2 separate regions of the Ovis aries genome follow, and region 2 is linked to region 1. The links are chromatin contacts, called in public Hi-C maps. All regions are on one chromosome and are shown on one strand. Each heading gives the region's core, a stretch centred on a gene start, on an enhancer-like site or on the middle of the called end of the contact. The rest is flanking DNA. Distances are from core to core; before and after follow the strand shown. Region 1 has its middle 12 kb from the start of TREH. Region 2 holds the start of DDX6 (DEAD-box helicase 6).

Region 1 (2,700 bases), core at 118-2,617:
GATTCTAGAGGCCGCCACATGGGAGCCAGCAGACCAGACTCCCCATGGCCCAGGCCTGGACCAAGACCACACGGTCGAGCAGCGCCAGACCCAGAGCCCAAGCCCAGGCTGCAGGGCCTCCAGCCTCCGCTCCACATGGGCCCAGGGTGCCTGTGTCCTCTCTTCTGACTCCAGGTGAAGCCAGAGGTCTTCAGCCACCCCGAGCAGTTCTTGCTGACCTACTCAAGACACCGTTTCATTGTGCCTGGTGGGCACTTTGTGGAGTTCCACTAGTGGCAAATGGCCGGGGACTGCAGGGGTGAATGAGGGGTTAACCCGGTGAATGGGGTGGGCGCCCTGATGTGGCCCGGGTATGCAGGACAGAGGGTGGCAATGGGTGATGCCTGAGCTCTCCTCCCCCAGGGACTCCTTGGGTGATGGAGGCTCTGCTCCTCTCTGAGGTGCCCGAGACGATGAAGGGCATGCTGCAGAACTGACTTCCTGCACCCACATGGGCACCCCTCCCCATGCTGCCCCACAACCCCCTTCCTGAGACCTCCCAGGGCGGGGCTGGGGCAGGGCGTCTGGGCTGAGATGGAGCCCATCCCAGCTCCAGTCCAGGGACCACATTTACACCTTGGCCTTAGAGCTGGACTTTTTTTTTTTTCGGCTGTGCTGGGTCTTAGATGTGACATGTGGACTCTTTCGTTGGAGCATGCGAACTCTTAGTTGTGGCATTTGGGATCTAGTTCCCTGACCAGGGGTCAAACCTGGGCCTCCTGTACTGGGATCCTGCATGGGTCAGTCTTAGCCACTGGACCACCAAGGAAGTCCCTAGAGCTGGATTTTGGGGTTAAGAACAGGAGCATCTCCGTGAACTCCAGGAGAAGAGCTATGTTCAGCATCGCTATGAAGTCCCTTACGGGCCCCAGGTGAGGACCCACCTGGCCAGCCTCTCAATCTGTTGTGTGTTCACTCCGGTTTGAGTGTCAAGACTTCTCTAGGCAGGAGGGTGGGAGACTGAGTCCCACCTCTCAGACGATGACCTGATAGTTCTAGGAGGGCCTAGAGCCCCAGTGCCAGGCCCCTCCTGGCTCCAGGAGCGCTGGTGACTTAGCTCCTCCTCTCAGATCATGTTACTGTGTGCCTGGGCTCCCAGGAAAGGGGTGCTAATCTGTGCTCTGGGGGCTGGATCACATCGACCTGGATGCTCATGCATCCTGGGCCAGGCCCTGCTCTGGGCCATACCTGGGGCAGGAGAGGCCCCAGAGGACCATGGGTGCAGGCAGGACACCACTGAGACTGGGGGCAGGGGCTGCACTCTGGTAGGAGGAGAGGAGGGGGGCAGAACACCCTGGCACTAGCTTCTTTGTAGTTCAGCCACCAGTCTGTGCAACGCAGCACTGCCCCTCCTCCCAGAGCAAGGCCTGGAGCGAGACAAGGGAGCCTCAAGTCCCCTCCCCCACCTGCTCAAACCACAGCCACCTGTAGATCAAAACACGTCTTTTTTAAAATCCTCAGCTGCCTGAAAGATGTACATGGTTGGGGCTGGGGCTGAGACTGCGCACACGTGGTGGGGGCACTCCTGAGTGCCCTCAGACTTGGCGCGTTTCTGCATTTCTGCACATGACAGCAATTTTTGCAGAAAGGGTGTGGAGGGCGCATCTGGGCCTGGCACCAGCCTGCGGCAGCTGTCTGCGGCTGCCTTTGTCCACCCAGGGTGCCCAACCTCTTGTTCTCACCTCAACCACTGTGGCGGCTTCCTCTCCCCATGAGAACAGGGACTCTCACAGTGCCCAGAGGACTGGCCGTCTCCCTGCCTGGCCTGGCGTTCCAGGGCCACTGCCCAGTATTAGCAAAATTCACAGGCTCCCAGGTGATCCACTCAAGCCACACACCCTTTCTCCCGCCCAGGCTCTGTAATTAAGGGTATTAGCAATGTTTGTAAATCTCCATGAGAGAGGATTTCAAGCAGAACTGGGCCCCAGGAGCCCCTGATTGAAGCCATTCAAGGCTGTGGGCTCCTGAGTGGCTCACTGCCATTCTAGGTCATCTGTGTATCACCTGAAGGCTTTGCTAGCCACAAGGGGTTGCAGACTCAAATTCCGGGACACAATTATGGGATGTAGTTGAGACTAAGGAACTCTAACTATGCAAGGGGCAAGATGCTTGGTGGGGCTGGGGTGACCAGAAAGCACATTCCTTTTTTAAATTTGATTAATTAATTAATTACTTTGGCTGCGATGGTCTTAGCGGTGGCACTCGAAATCTTTGCATCATGCAGGGTCTTTCACTGTAGTGCCCAGAATCTCTAGTTATGGCACGCGGGCTCAGCAGTTGCAGTGTGCTGGCTTAGTTGCTCTGTGGCAGCTGGGATCTTAGTTCCCCAACCAGGAATCGAACCTGTGTCCCCTGCATTGCAAGGCGAATTCTTAACCGCTGGACCACCAGGGAAGTCCCCAGGAAACACATTCCTGTGTAACTGGGGTCTCTGCTGCTGGCTAGTGTAGGGGAATGTGGGGTCCTGGTTTGCTAGATCTTCCAATTTATCAACATAAGATCATAAGATGGAGATCCATATTTTACATGAAATATTCCAATTTTTAAATGTCTCGATGTCCCAAATTCTGACTGTACCTCTAGAAGTGCAAGCCTGTGTGTAAGTGAGGAGTAGGAAGAAGGCAACCTGAGCCCACTATAGGATTCCCTTCTCCCCACGTT
Region 2 (2,700 bases), core at 126-2,625, 60 kb after region 1:
CATTCGGAGGCTCCATAATCACCCCGTTATCGACCTGCAAGGCCTTACTCCGTCAAGCAGTCGGTCCTCTTCCAAACTGAGCCCTCCGCTACAGCATATCCCTGCCGCCCCCTATAGGGCCGCCTCGTACCCTATAACCTCCACCATCTCCCTAAGTCCTTGCCGCCCCCTACGGTCCCACCCTCCCTCGTCACCCACAAAGCTCCTCTGAGGAATTCTCCCGCTCTTCCTCCGGACCCCGCCGGGCACAACACTGCTCTATGCTACTCCTCCCGGCGTCCCCACCCCACAGCTGGCGCCCGCCGCCCGCCTTCCTCCCCAAGGCCCGGCCAGGCCTCAGGCCTCCGCCTCAGAGCGCCCCCCACGCCAGCCTGGGGGCTTCCTGCAGCCCCTGCGACACGGCAGACCGCCACCCCTCCACCTCACCCCTCTCCCCGCGGCTCAGGCCCGAGTCCTACCACCGAGGCCACTCCCGCTCGGCACCCTCGGTCCTTTATTGTTGACTCGAAGCTCCCAAAATGGCGGCGGCTCCTTCCTCCTCGGAAACCTCCGCCCGCCCCCACCCGGCCCCTCGCTTCGGCCTCCTCCCGCCCCCGCCCCGCCCCCGCTCGGGGGGCCGCTCAGGCCGGCCTGCCTTCGCCCGCCCGCTCGCTTCCCCGGCCGGCCAGCCCTACCTCCGCCGCTGCCCGCTCTCAAGGCGCCGCCGAAGCCGCCGCCCGGACTGAGCTAACTCGGCTCCCCCGCCCCCTCCGTCGCCGACTGCCCCCCCACCCGTTCTCCGCATGGCGGCCGCCGCGGCTCCTCCTCCGCGCAAGATGGCGAGCGCCCAGCTGCCGCTGCTGCACCCGTCGCGGCTCCTCGGCCTCCGTTGCTTCGCGTCAGGAGAAATCCGGGCCGAGGAGCCTTCCTCAGGAGAAAATGGAGGGCAGTGTTTTTCCACCGACGGGGAGTCTGCGGGGGCTGAAATGGAGGGGAAGTTGAAAGGGAAATATGGATCCCTTCAAAGAGAAAGGAGAACTGCCTTTTCCACAGCTAAGGAGAAATGATCCGGGAATGGTGGGTGGGAAGAGTACCCCCCCCCCCCAAAGTGGAAGTCGAGGGCTTGGGACCCGAGGAGGATCTGCTTATTCCTGACCAAGGACCCGGTAGCGATTCGGGGACGAGACAGCTGACCTGACATCTCTCGCGGGCCAGGGAGGCTGCTGCAGGTCCAAGGGGGCCGCGTCCGAGCCCCTGCGGGGCGCGCCTCCATCCAGGAACGCGCGGAACCAGTGGTCCGGAGGCGCCAGCACGCACCCGGGTGTGGGGACAGGAAGGGGGACCTGCCGGGACGGGTGCAGCAGGGAGAACCCCGGGGAGAGCGCGGGGCGGGGGCCAGGGGGCGCTGTGCGCGGGCGGGCGGGGGCAGGGGTGGAGAAGGCTGTGGGAAAGTTGGGCGAGGGTGGGGTGCTGGGTAGCTGGGGTGCGACCGGGGCAGGAACCCAGAAAGCGAGCCTCGGAGAGGGAAGTGGGAGACTAGAGCAGCGATCCCCGCTTTCTCAGCACTAAAGGGCAATCCTCAAAGAGAGGGAACCAGGGAGGCCGAGCCTCCCCAGAAGGAAGGAAACGCTGCTAGAGTCAGTTATGATGGGAATAGGAGTTCTGTACGGAAATGAACTAGAAGACCAAGCGTAATTCTTTCCCCAGCCCGACCCTCATCAGAAAGATATTTATGTATTTGTTCCCATAATTACTTTTCATATTCTAATGTCTCCGTTTATCCTTAACCGAAATAACAGGAATGCAATCTTGTTCCAGGTAAAACAAAAATCGGAAGCTAGCAAGTTGGCTAGGTTAAAGGAATAATAAAAACCTGGGTCTCACTCTCAACTGAGAGACAATATACCAGGCAATGACCAGACCATAGGTTGACAACAGAACTCCGACCCACAACCTCTGCTGCAACCAACACGCGAAGCCAAACCACAACCTCTGCAGTGATCAGCTCAGAATGAGCCAGATTCGGTCATTGACTGCCAGCTTCCCTACTTTTTGCCTGTGTTTCCAACTCTGGACCAATTAGAGAAAGCCAAATATGTTCCCCTAAACCAATCACGTTAGACTCCCCGCTTCTAGTTAGCCCGCCTCCAGCTTTCCCCGAGTTAACCTCCAATCAGAGCAAACCCTGAAGCCTTCACCCATCCCCATCCGCCCCTTTATTTTTAACTGTCGGCGTTTGAGTCCCCAGCTAAGTGAAGGTGGCTGGCTCTCACTGTAGCAAGCTTTGAGTAAATAACTTGTTCTCATTGGTGGTCATTTTTATTTCCACACAGCCGAAAAAGAGGTGTTAAAGAAATGTTAAAAGGCTGTTCTTGAGATTTTTTTTTTAACGGACCTTTAACAGTTTTTTTTTTTTTTTTAATTCTGAATTTGTAACATGTGGTCGCCCACCCAGCTTTTAAAAAACCCACTCATTTAAAGGAAATAACCAGCATCTTGTGTCCACACCGGAGAGAGAATGGCTAAGTGGTTGTTTAATAAAATGTTGAGGTCTGAGGCCCCACTGTCTTGCCATGTAGCAGGAATGTGAAGTGGAGGAGGACAAGAAGTGAGTAGGAGGGAGAGGAGCCTAGGGATTTAAAACAGGCCACAGCCTACTCCGGTCTCTTTCCCTAGACCTCTCAAAAAATGAGACCAGCCAAAGGAAAGGGGTTTGTATTC

What was found. Hi-C and Micro-C count contacts between places; a contact is called where the count stands out from the background.
Region 2: a contact with region 1 is called in a Hi-C map of hypothalamus, with 4 times the contacts expected there. The contact joins the promoter of DDX6 here to the enhancer-like site in region 1. A contact is called at or near these places in 3 of 16 Hi-C or Micro-C datasets (blood, hypothalamus and muscle).

The regions. Positions count from the first base shown.
Region 1 is chr15:29,068,239-29,070,938 of ARS-UI_Ramb_v3.0, forward strand. No RefSeq gene overlaps it. Among named protein-coding and RNA genes, the nearest start is that of TREH, 12 kb to the left of the region's middle. Within about 2 kb of position 1,368, at least 7 of the 54 cell types and tissues checked have an H3K27ac peak or open chromatin away from gene starts, as enhancers often do.
Region 2 is chr15:29,127,999-29,130,698 of ARS-UI_Ramb_v3.0, forward strand. It overlaps DDX6 (DEAD-box helicase 6), which reads right to left and starts at 1,376. Exons shown (of 15, transcript XM_042232709.1): 1 at 1,174-1,376; 2 at 772-960.